Regions from separate parts of the Mus musculus genome. Here regions 1 and 3 are each linked to region 2. The links are chromatin contacts, called in public promoter capture Hi-C maps. All regions are on one chromosome and are shown on one strand. The core of a region is the stretch at or near the end of the contact, and the rest is flanking DNA. Distances in the headings are between cores, read along the strand shown. Region 1 overlaps Tlk1 (tousled-like kinase 1). Region 2 holds the start of Slc25a12 (solute carrier family 25 (mitochondrial carrier, Aralar), member 12). Region 3 has its middle 9.2 kb from the start of Gm38528.

Region 1 (3,810 bases), core at 1,301-3,800, 630 kb before region 2:
ATATTCACATAAATAAAAATGTATCTTAAAAAGAGAAGGAAATGTATGTATTTAGATCAAGGAGACTGGTTAAAGAACCAGGATCTCTTCACTCAGAATAACAGAGCTAAGCAGACAATGCTAACAAAACAGCTTTAAGTAGCAGTTGTTTTTACTATGTGCTTTAAGATGATTAAAATATATATCCTCTTAAGCAAATCAATTTGTCATGTTACTTAAGATAAAAATCTTTTATGCACACAAATATGGGAGCGCATACCTCATTTCTCTCCATATAAATCATACCTGTTATTAAAGTATTAACAACAGATAATAGATAGCTCCTATTACAGATATGTGCTTATCTATTTAGGAGCTTTAAATAGGCTCCTAAATACAACTATCAGTAGGTTTATGTAAATTTGAAAGTAAACAATGATAGCCTTCCAAGTGAGAGAGAATCCTTAGTTTGTTTAGCCCAGGTATCACTGTATAGGCCTAATAAGCCAGGATGCTCTAAGAGACCACTGGCCTCTGCCTCCTAGGTGCTGGGATTAAAAACACTTAATAATAATTGAAGAGTATTAGGATTACATAGCAGAAACAACAGAAACTAGGTTTTAAGCCAGTTTAAAAGACACCTGACAAGTAAGAAAACACACCTAAAACTTCAAAGTGACAGAGAACAAGTTACAGTATCAGACTGTGGAGGGCCACAAAGCATAGCTCATTGGATTATTACAGCTCAGGAAACTTCTACTGAATATTTAATCAGAAGCTCCAAACAAGTATTATAAGGAAAACATTTTTAATGTGAAAGAAAAATTCTCCCTATGATCAGGATAGGTCAGGGTGCTGTTTTCACTACTTCTCACAACTACACTGAAAGTGAGAGCAGAAAAACGTATCCTAAGTGTACAGAAAGAATAAAAGTATCTTCACAGATAATACAACTCTACATGTTAAAAAAAATCCTAAAGAAAAGCACAAGGATAAAAACCTGTTAAATAAATTCTGGAATGCTCTAAGGCATGAGACAACACAAGACTACAAACAGCCACAGAGGATTAACAAACAATTCCCATTTCCACAGCATTCAACAGAAGCCAAATGAGAAAAATCAAGTAATAAATTTAAATCAAGAGGTTAAAGACTTTTATGTGAAGAACTATAAAATACTGCTAAAGAATTAAAGGTCCGGGTATCTATAGAGGTAGAGTTAAAAGACTAGGCGTCTATAGAGGCAGAGGTAAATAAAGAACTAGGTTATTTATAGAGTAGAACTAAAGGACTAGGTATCTGTACAAGCAGAGTTAAAGGACTAGGTATCAATAGGGCGGAGTTAAAGGACCAGGTATCAACAGGGGAGGAGTTAAAGGTCTAGGTGTCTACAGTGGCAGAGTTAAAGGACCAGGTATCAATAGGGGCGGGGTTAAAGGACCAGGTGTCTCAAGAGAAGAACTAAAAGACCAGGTGTTAAAGGACTAGTGTCATTAGGTATAGAGTTAAAGCCCAGCACTTTTAAGATAGCCACTGTGTTGCTGAATATAGAACCTTAGTGCTTTTTAAACCAACAGTTGGGTATTCTAATTGAATTTAGAACAAAATTAGAAATGACTTGAAGAAGTGATTCTGAGATAGAATTTGAAGAAGTGGCCATGTTGGTCTGTTCATGTAGTGTCAGATTTTTGGAAGCCTGAGACAGGAGGACTGCTTGAATCCAGAAATTAAAGATCACCCCGGCAAAAGATTTGATAAAAATGGAACCGAGGGGAGAGAAAGGAAAAAGGAAGACTAATGAATGAATAATATGCCAGAGACTGGGGTATAATAGTGCAGAAAACACAAGACCTAGGCAGTATGTGTGTAGAGGGACAAATGGAGCTGTGTTTGTAATGTATGAGAGCTCTGCTTCCTGCTCACTGCTTTAAAAGTCCCTGACATGGCAGGAATGAGGGTCAAAGAACCTTTTCTCAATAAGGAGACACAAATGTGTCTATATAGAACGTCCAAGGGTATCTACATCTTTATTCACATAAATCTTTGTACAACTTCCCAAATCTTCTATAAACATGTAACTATTATCTAAGCATCTTTGTTCTTTGAATTACAAAGAGCAATTGACATAGAAAATTTAGAAAACAAAACAGAAAAAAGAAACAACTGTCTGAAACTACCTGTGAAGTACATTTATACATTCAGAAAATAAACCGCCAACAATATTAATTTGAACACTGCAGTGGTATAGGCAACTGATTCAGATACGAAAGGGGGTAAATCCCACTCAAAATCCACTGAAAACATTCAGGCTTGGAGATTATGTCAGAGATAACTTTTCAGTTAACATATTTCCTGGCTATATGTACTTTTGTTTTTGCTATATCAATTATGAATAACATTATTATTAGCATTCTCGCTCACTGCTAACAATGTAAGTGAAAATTTTAAAAGAAGCTTACAGTTGTGGTAAATTTGGCCTAACAAAGGGATCGTTTTCCGCTCCATTGACTGCCTTGGTCTTTCTTTGCTTGGCTTCAGAATTGGTAGCAGGTGCCTGAGAATTATTAGCTGTGGGAGGTTTGCGTTTGCCTAGAAGTTTTCTTTGCCGTTCAATGTCTTCCCTTTGTTGATTCACCCATTCTTGTTGCCTGTGTAAAAAGGAACAAATGAAACCACATTAATCTTCCATTATTTTCCACAACTAAAAATATATCAAAAGGATCACATAGTATAAAACTCTATTCTGTTGGCCCCACTCTTTTAAAAAATTTTAAGCATATACTTAATTGTTTTGTGTATGAAAGTTGTTTGTTCATTCTCTTTTTAGACAGGAGCTCACTGTGTAGCCCTGACTGGCCTGGAACTCAAAGTGATCCGTCTGCTTCTGCTTCTGAATGCTGGGATTAAAGGTGTGCACCAACACAACCAACTGAGTGTGTTGCCTATGTATTCATGTGCATCACAAGTGTGTTTGGTGCCTCTAAAGGCCAGATGAGGCTATCAGTTCACCTAGAACTGGAGTTACCGAAAGCTGTGAGCCATCACCTGCATGCTGGGAACCAAACCTTGGGCTTTAGGTCCTCGGGAAGAGTAGCCAAGTGTTCTCAACAGCAGAGTCATCTCTCTAGCCCCATGGGTCCCACTCTGGTGAAACAAAACATCCTACAGGTCTCACTTCATACAGTCTTTAAAGGAAGTGTTCCCTAAACCTCCAGATAAGAGGAAGTATGTGGTTACACAGTATTTCATAGTATCTTGTCCTTACTGAAAAATACCTTTCCTATAAAACTACACCAGAATGAGTTTGGTTAGGCTAATCTTTTCATTAAAATAGACAGTATACATATTACACACACACATTCTATTTTATTCTTACTATCTAGCATGGTGATCAAAATATACTAGTATACACACTAAGATTCTTTTAAATAAATGAACTAAAAACAAAACAAAGCAAAACCCAAGCCCCATCTAATCAAAGTTTGAGATAGATTTTAAACATATGTTTTATCATCCAACAATATTTTAGATAAGCTTATAAAAGGCAAGGGAAATTTTAATATGAAGTGATACTTTCTTAAAACTGTTGGTATTTTGAAATAAAAGATGACAATGTAAAAGCAAAAAGAAACTTGAAATTTCTACCTGTTACATTAATAAATACAAATTTAATAGCACTTCCCATTGATGTATCTAAAACAATTTTCCAAAGAGTTGAGAGTCTACAAACTAGTGGATATTATGTCTATTACAGAATATAGGCTGGTTGTAGACCTGTAATCTCAGAGTATGTGTGTATGGGGGAAGGGGATTGCAAGTTCGAAAGAAACT
Region 2 (4,180 bases), core at 338-2,837:
AAACAAAAAGAGCAACTCCAGGAAAACCTCATATCAATCCCCAATAGAAAGAAAAATTTTCCAATCCGTTCTTACTAAGAGTACAAACGGCCGGGTATAGAGCCAATCGCAGCCCTCAGGAGGCAGAGGCAGGTAGATCCTCCGAGTTCCAGGACAGCCTGGTCTACAAAGCAAGTTCCAGGACAGCCAGAGCTACACAAGGAAAATCTGTCTCAAAAAAAAACCAAAACAAACCAAGTACAAAGGACATCCTCCACTCATGTTTGTGAGAAGAGCATTTCTCAAAGTTAGAGAGCTTAAAGAGGAATAACGATCATGTTCTTCCCATTCTTTCCCTGATGTAAAATTCTTTCACTTACCTGGAGGAATATGTTTCTCAGCTCATGAGGATCACCTCGTTTGGTTGTATGCACCTGAGGGGGGGGGGGGAATGACTGGTTAATGCTTAGCTAGAAACCACATAATCTCTTTAGATTATAGTTTACATCTGCTAACAACTCATTTATCTTTCATAAGGTCATTTAGTCTAAAAACAAACCCAAAGCTTAATTGCTGATAACACCTGTCAAACCGGAGATCTACGGCTAAGGGGTGGGAGAAAAGGGTGTGAATAGTGCAAGATAGAGCAAATTACAGACGGCACTTCCTGTGAACTGGAAAGGGAAACCAATGTAATCGTTTACTTTATTCCACAACTACTAGCAATACAGTAGCAACCACCAAGCTACAAATCCTGAGAGCCTCAAGAGAGGAGCAACAGGAGATGTAAAACAGCCAAATTAATAGCCGGGCCTAGCAGCCTTTCTTGTGGAAAGCAGAAACAGTACATCGTCATCTTGGCGACCCTTTCTCCATCTGACCTAAACCTTGAGAGCTGCCACAATACGGATACTTTCGACATCTGACAACCTGCCAGGCAAATGTCAACCAGTGCCCTGGGCTGTATTGTGGCCCCAAATGACAACACCCACCCCCTCCCCCACCGCGGATGCCCTGGGTATCCCCGGTTCTCCTGCCCGCTGACTCTCAGTCCCTCTCTGATGCTCTCCAACTCTGTGCTCGCAATCCCATGTACCTAGGACAAAACACTACTCTTTTCCTCCTCCCGACCATGGTCCTCAGGAGCCCCTCCAACTCACGATCCCTCCTCCTTCCCCTCCCCCAGCCGGGCATCCTCTTCGCTCCGGTCCAAGCCCAGCACAGCTCTCCACCCGCAATCTAGAGCCCCGGGACGCACTGGCTAAGAACCAGGCAAAGAAAGCAACGGAAAGAGGCGGGGGGCTGCACTCGGGGCCCTTGGAACGTCTCTTATGCAATAAAAGCAGCAGCAGAGAGTTGGAGTCACCTTGACCGCCATGCTGTGCTCGGAAGCCGGGAACGAGCGAGTGAGCGAGCTGGGCCGAGCTGTCAGGGCGCGCGCGCGCCACGGCCCGGGGCCGCGCCCGCGCTCCCTCCTGTCGCAGCGCCGCGCCCGTCTATATGCAAATGAGCTAGAGCGCGTCGGTGGTGCGCACCGAGTGGCCTTGGTTGATCCATCAGCGGGCCGGCGGGGCAGTCGCACCTCTTGCGGGGGACACCAGAGCTCCGGTCGCCGGATTCCAACGCGCAGTGTGAGCAGAGGCTCCTCTGGGCCAGCCCCAAGTCCCAAGGCCTGGCAGTGGGTGTGGCTTTGGGCACCGGCTTCAGCCAAAGTCGGTTCCCTCTTGGGGCTTAAAGGAACACTTGGGGCCTGTATTGAGCAAGGTTGGAAGCATATGAGAGCTTGTCCCATTAATAATGAGTTTATGACAACCAGTGACAAATATTGATAAGGAAAATGATTAGTTAGGTTTTTTAAAGGGAAAACCTAAGTAAACATAACTTCAGAAATATGCTCCTGAATTAACATTCCTTGGGATATCCCTAATGGTTTATTAATAGATTCGCTTCACTCTCTTAACCACCCAAATTCTTTGTACAATGTATATAGAAAACAACTTTATTTATCTTGGAGCTGGTACTTGCTATGCTGACTTTCTCTTCTACAGGAAACAATTCCTCTGTGAATTCCCAGCCCTGCCTTAAGCTAAATTAATGTCTCTAAAACTGAGGCTTGCCATTAAGATATGTGAGGGCCAGGCAAGTAGCTTAAGTTGCTGGAGTGCCTAACTAACATGCTGGAAGTCCCGGGTTCTATGCCCAGTAGCACATAAACTCTATCTTGGCGAAGTAGTATCCGACTGTAATCCCCAGGCTTGAGAAATGGAGGCAGGATAATCGGAATGTCATCCTCGGCTGCATAAGAGTTAGAGGCCAGCCTGGATGCATAAGACGCGTCTTCAAAGAAAAGAAAAACGAAAGGAATAGAGGAGAAGTAAGAAAGGGGAAGGGAGGGAGGCGGGGGGGGGGGGGTGTGTGGAGGGGGAAGAGGGGTGCGGATCCGAGGTGATAGCTCAGTCTGAGGCTCCTCAGAACTCATTAAAGGTAGAAAGATAATCAACACCTATTTTCCACATTTCATCTAAGCACTAAGGTGAATAAAATTAAAAATTGTTAAAAAAAAAAAAAGAAGGGGAGAAAAGATCCTATTAGTTCTCATATTGATATTCACCCAAATATTTACTAAAATCCTCCATGTGCTAGACATGGTCCTATTTGTAAAGTGTGGATATAAATACACATATATGCATATGAAGTATGTGTATAAGTAGTTATTTATTGCAAAGACCTTCTTTGCCACCATTATCATAGACCATTTTAAGTTATAAAACTAAATAGCAATCCTACATATTGTAGATATCATACCCTTGGCTCAATCATACTTAAATGTTGCAATATTTGATTATCCCTGGGTTATTACAAGAAAATTTGTAACAAGCTGATGATGTCTCCTGTAGTAGTATATTGCCTTTATTCCCACCCACCAGTTATAGGCTTCGTGTGCTCACTTTTCAATATCTTTGAGACCAGGCAAGGGGATAAGTCTTTTTAAAAGAAACATGGTTGACTTGTTTAAAACTGATCATTAGTGCACTCGACATGGGTTTTGTGAGAGGGAAGGAAGTGATGAGATTTCTTGTCATTATAGTATTAAAATTAAATCTACTTAATTCATAAAATCATATACATGCCATGAATACTTGTGTCTATCAATAAATATGTGCTATTTGAAAATATCAGAGCCCAGTAAAAGCCAGACATTTAGCGATTGTGTTTACCCAGGACCTCAACCATATTTGGTTTTTTTTTTTTTTTTTTTTTTTTGGTTATTGTTTAGTTGGTTGCCTTTTGTTTATTTGTTTTGAGACAGGGTTTCTCTGTGTAGCCCTGGCTGTCCTGGAACTTGCTCTGTGGGCCAGGGTACCCTCAAACTCACAGAGACCCACCTTGCCTCTCTATCCAGAGTGTTGGGATTAAGGGGAGCATAACTACATCCAACTACTATTTTCTTTCTTTCTTTCTTTTTAAGATTTTATTTATTTATTTTATGTATATGAGTAAAGTAGCTGTCTCCACACATACCAGATAAGGGGATTGGATCCCATTACAGATGGTTGTGAGCCATAATGTTGTTGCTAATTGAACTCAGGACCTCTGGAAGAGCAGTCAGTGCTCTTAGCCACTGAGCCATCTCTCCAGCCCTTATTTTCTTTCTTAAGTGAGACATGCTCCTTTAAATTAAAAAAGGGGGGGGGGGGGCGTAAATAGTGATGGAAAACCAGGTTCCCATATGTGAGTGACTGCTGGGCCTTTATCTTTTGCCATGCACAAAAACTTCCCTCAAAATGTATTTTTAAAGGGGAAACATAAGATCTACAGCCATAAAACTCCCAGAAGGAAACGCATGGAACGGGGAGCTCTCTGACACTGCCTCAGGTAGTAACAATCACACCAAAGCCAAAGCTCGGGTCACAAGTGAGACTGCATCAAACTAAAGTGCTTCTGTGCAGCAAAGTGAAGAACAAAATGAAGAGGGCAGCCTACAGGTTGGGAAAAATATTTTTAAATTATTAACATCCGAGAGTCATATTGAGAAAACTTATACAACACAGTAGTAAATATCCTCTAATCAGTGAATGAAAGATTTGAAGAGACAATTGCTCTAAAAATGATATAAAAAAATGGTCAAGGCGTCGGGTGGTGGTGGCACACGCCTTTAATCCCAGCACTCGGGAGGCAGAGGCAGGCAGATTTCTGAGTT
Region 3 (4,057 bases), core at 1,467-3,966, 670 kb before region 2:
GGAAAGCAAGACTCTGGAGGGGAAAGCACTGGGAAGGGACAGTGAAGTGACATTTGCAGGGAAGTGTGGCAGTGACTCTGTGTGTGTGTGTGTGTGTGTGTGTGTATGTGTGTGTGTGTGTGTGTGTGAGGGGGGGGGGCGGGAGTGATGGTCAGAAGGTAGCTTATGGGAGTTGGTTCTTTCCCACCAAGTGTGTTCTGAGGATTAAACTCAGTTATGAGACTTAATGGCAAAGTCCTTTATCCGCTGAGCCACCTCACCAGCCAAATTTACCCTCCCTGTTGATTTTTGTCCCTTTTGGGGTTTGCCCATGCTAAAAGGATGACTTCAATTCTTGGTCCAGCTTAGTGAGTAGATGAATGCATTGAGTGAGGGTGATCAGAGCACTCGTGGGTGGCCACTTGTGGCACTCACCCAACCTGCAGGACATGTAATAGCTCCATCTCCTCACCCCAGCAATTGTTCACTGTTGTTATAATCTTGCGGTGGGGCCTGTGGGTTCTTTAGATTTCAGGAACTTCCTCCCTCTTAACCGCTTTTGCTTACTTCCAGATTCTTAGGAGCAAGTGTTTCACTGTGCATGACAATCACCATGTAACACGGAACCCTCCACCCCTTCCGCAGCCCTTAGGTTCTCTCTGCTCCCATTTCCACTGTGTTTCCTGAGTCCAGAGGAAGGCAGTATATATGTTTGGTTATTTTCCTTCACCTGTGACTGAGTATTAGGCCACTGTGCCACAGCAAGTCTCTGGTTAGAGGAGTTTAACCAGTTGAGTCTAGAGTACACCACCCCTTGTGTCTTAGTCAGGGTTTCTATTCCTGGACAAAACATCATGACCAAGAAGCAAGTTGGGAAGGAAAGGGTTTATTCAGCTTACATTTCCACATTGCTGTTCATCACTGAAAGAAGTCAGGACTCTAACTCAAGCAGGTCAGGGAGCAGGAGCTGATGCAGAGGCCACGGAGGGATGTTCTTTACTGGCTTGCTTCCCCTGGCTTGCTCAGCCTGCTCTCTTATAGAACCAAGACTACCAGCCCAGAGATGGTCCCACCCACAAGGGGCCTTTCCCCCCTTGATCACTAATTGAGAAAATGCCTGACAGTAGTTGTATCTCATGGAGGCATTTCCTCAACTGAAGCTCCTTTCTCTGTGATAACTCCAGCTGTGTCAAGTTGACACAAAACTAGCCAGTACACCTTGTACTAAGTCTCCTTCTGTGAGCAGCTGACAGATTGTAGTTATCTATGGATGGAAAAACCAATAGAGGCAATTTGATGTATCTGATGTGACTTCCTCCTCTAAGGAAGACCTTAAGTCCAATGAGAAGGGAGTTAGTCTCACCATCCCAACAGTCGTGCAGCTGTTACACCAGTAGGCACACTTGCCCTGCATGGTAGTCCAGTTCAGCATATATAGCAAAGCAGGACTCTTAGGGACAACTCTCTCCCAGCAGCCCTGCCACAGAGAGGGGGCTCCCAGCTCAGTTACAGCCTTATTTCTCTATGTCCTTCGGCAGCGTTTCCAATAAGGACTTAGCTGCCTAGTGTGGTGTGCACCAACAGTAGTGGTAACAGCCTTATGGTTTGTGGGGCTTAGGGGCCTTCCCTTGTACTGGCAATTTCCTCTAAGCACTTTATGGCTCCTGGAAGTTATTTTCACACTCATACAGAGTGCCTGCCTTTATTTAAACCCCTTCAGTCTGTCTTCACTGGATTTCCACAAGCTTTTACAACCCAGTAAGATACCCGTGGTTTGAATAGGTATGACCCCCCCCCCCCAATCATGTGTTTAAATACTTGGCCCATAGGGAGTGCCACTATTAGGAGGTATGGCCTTTTGGAGAAAGTGTGTCACTATGAGTGAGGGCTTTGAGGTCTCCTATGCTCAAGTTACTCCCAGAGTGGTACACAGTGTCCTGCTGCCTTAGATCAAGATGTAGAACTCTTGCCTCCTCTGGGTACCATGCCTGCCTGCATGCTGCCATGCTTCCTGCCATTGTTAAACCTACTAAGCCTCTGAAACTGTAAGCCAGCCCCAGTGAAGTGTCTTCCTTTATGAGAGTTGTCATGATCATGTCTCTTCTCAGCAATGAAACCCCTAAGACAGCACTAAAGGGTTATCATGATATAAAGAAGTGCTCTCCCAGTGAGCCAGTGACCTCTTTGAAGGCACAACACTGTTCTAGGTTATTCTTGGATGGCTAAGGGGATACTAGAATAGAAATGCTGGCAAGGTCAACTATTGTTTGATCAAAAGAGCAGTGCTGGGTAAGAAAGAAAGCCTGGATGCCAGGCCCCATCCCATTAGCCCCCTCCCCAGCCTCATTTTCCACAGTCATCTTCCATAAGGCGCCGATCCACCTGGCCTCCTGATCCTAGGGCGCTGCTGCCACCCTGGGATTGCTGTGCATCTCTGATGCAGGGATCACACTGTGAACCCTGAGATTGTGTTCTTTATTGGAAAAACCTGTTGCTAGTTATGGTGTGGCTTAGCTTTAGCACACACCTTTAAGCCCTCTAGCTGCAATACCCTTAGTATACACCTGTAATCCCAATGGAGATAAAAATTTGTAGAAGGAAACAGCCACGTTTGAAAGTGATGTTGTGCCCTTCTCGTGAACCTCAAAAAGATCAGAAGATCACCAAGGAGCTGACGCGGTGCTCAAGCGTGAGTGTGGGCCGTGCTGCCGTCTCTGGAGCAGCAGAATGGGAGGGTGTAGCCGAGCTTAAGTACTTATTTGTAGAGGTAAGCAAACAAGGGGGTTTCAAGCCTGGCACACATTTGATGGGGGGGGAGGGGCTGCCTTATGGAATTTTGTTGACCTTAACATAATTAATTGGCTGGTGCTGGAAGCCAAACCACAAACTTGTTCTTTCCTCCTCATTGGTGGTTGTCAGGAAGTGAAGCACCAGGGGCAGGTTTGTTAGCGAGAGTAACCTGGAAACCGGTGCTAGGTGCTAGCTTGTTAGTTAACTGGAGTTTAACCTTTAAGTCAGGTTCTCTAAGATGGAGTCTGAACCCAAGATCTGGTCTCTCAATGTCTAATCGAGAGGCAGACAAAGTGACAAGTCAGAGAAACATTTGACAGAATAGGATGTGACCAGCTCTCAGTGGAACAGAGAGCAAAGTGAGGCTACTGAAGAGAGGGCGGCAGAAGAGGCAGAGGCGGTTTTACTGGGACAGGTTGCAGAAAGAGACCAAGCTAGACACAGGTGAAGGCAGAGTGAGCCAGAGAATGAGAAGGAGCCAGAAGATTAGAACAGACTGCCAGGGTTGGAATGAGGTCAAACAGAGCAATTCAGTGAGAAGCTGAGAGAAGCCAGATGGAATTATTCATCTTGGAGAAGAGTTTTGAGCCAGAACAGTTGAGTTTATTCAGCAGTGAGTCTCAGAGGCTGAAAACATTCTAGGCCTACATAAGATTGCCCAGAGGCCTGAAGCTTCCAGGACTAGGCCTGGGTTATCAGTCAGAGGCAGTAAACCTCCAAGATGACAGTTACAACACCTAATAAAAGATACTTTTACATCTTCCAACCAACGTGGTTAGAAGGAGAACCCAACCTAACTGGAGAAGGACAAAGGCCACCAACGTTGCAGAAAGCAGTGGACATTGGACAGAAATGTCACAGAGGGCATCTGACAGAAAGTTGCAGAGGAAAAATTGGCCCAGGATAGTCTCCAGAGGAAGCATCCATTGTTTGAGTTTATCCGGATGCCCAGAGAGACCTGGAAAAGTCTGAACTGGTAGGAGCCCCAAGCCCAGAGCAAGAGAAGACACAGGACTCTCTGAGACGGAGAATAACAGTAAGCCACCCCCAAAGACAATTTTAGTTTTATAGACAGACTCTTCCTGCATTAAAAAAAAGTGGGAAACTCCATGTCAGATCCCTTGAGAGCAAGGGTAGGACTTGCAGCACTCATTGCAATTTTAACCACTGGAGTAAACCCCTCCCTACTTTCAGCTGTGGTCTTTATATTTTTTCTCTCAAAAAACATTGAAAGAAAATAGTTGTACAACAAGAAACATAGCTACAATAATACACAGGCTCGAGATAC

Evidence for each region. Promoter capture Hi-C pulls out the DNA fragments that hold promoters and counts their contacts.
Region 1: a contact with region 2 is called in a promoter capture Hi-C map of pre-B cells, with 2.5 times the contacts expected there. The contact joins the enhancer-like site here to the promoter of Slc25a12 in region 2. A contact is called at or near these places in 4 of 39 promoter capture datasets (the C10 cell line, liver and pre-B cells).
Region 3: a promoter capture Hi-C map of the C10 cell line shows a contact between it and region 2, with 4 times the contacts expected there. The contact joins the enhancer-like site here to the promoter of Slc25a12 in region 2. A contact is called at or near these places in 11 of 39 promoter capture datasets (the 3T3-L1 cell line, the C10 cell line, the HPC-7 cell line and 7 more), 1 of 15 datasets of contacts at CTCF or cohesin (large pre-B cells) and 7 of 115 datasets of contacts at active chromatin or transcription factors (T-cell acute lymphoblastic leukemia, embryonic stem cells, epiblast stem cells and 3 more).

What each region holds. Positions count from the first base shown.
Region 1 is chr2:70,739,616-70,743,425 of GRCm38.p6, forward strand. It overlaps Tlk1 (tousled-like kinase 1), which reads right to left. Exons shown (of 20, transcript NM_172664.3): 11 at 2,439-2,627. Among named protein-coding and RNA genes, the nearest start is that of Gm38528, 37 kb to the left of the region's middle. Within about 2 kb of position 2,551, at least 22 of the 459 cell types and tissues checked have an H3K27ac peak or open chromatin away from gene starts, as enhancers often do. A contact at or near this core is called in pre-B cells, where this site is marked.
Region 2 is chr2:71,366,168-71,370,347 of GRCm38.p6, forward strand. It overlaps Slc25a12 (solute carrier family 25 (mitochondrial carrier, Aralar), member 12), which reads right to left and starts at 1,588. Exons shown (of 18, transcript NM_172436.4): 1 at 1,346-1,588; 2 at 360-413. The coding sequence starts at 1,357.
Region 3 is chr2:70,693,130-70,697,186 of GRCm38.p6, forward strand. No RefSeq gene overlaps it. Among named protein-coding and RNA genes, the nearest start is that of Gm38528, 9.2 kb to the right of the region's middle. Within about 2 kb of position 2,717, at least 8 of the 459 cell types and tissues checked have an H3K27ac peak or open chromatin away from gene starts, as enhancers often do.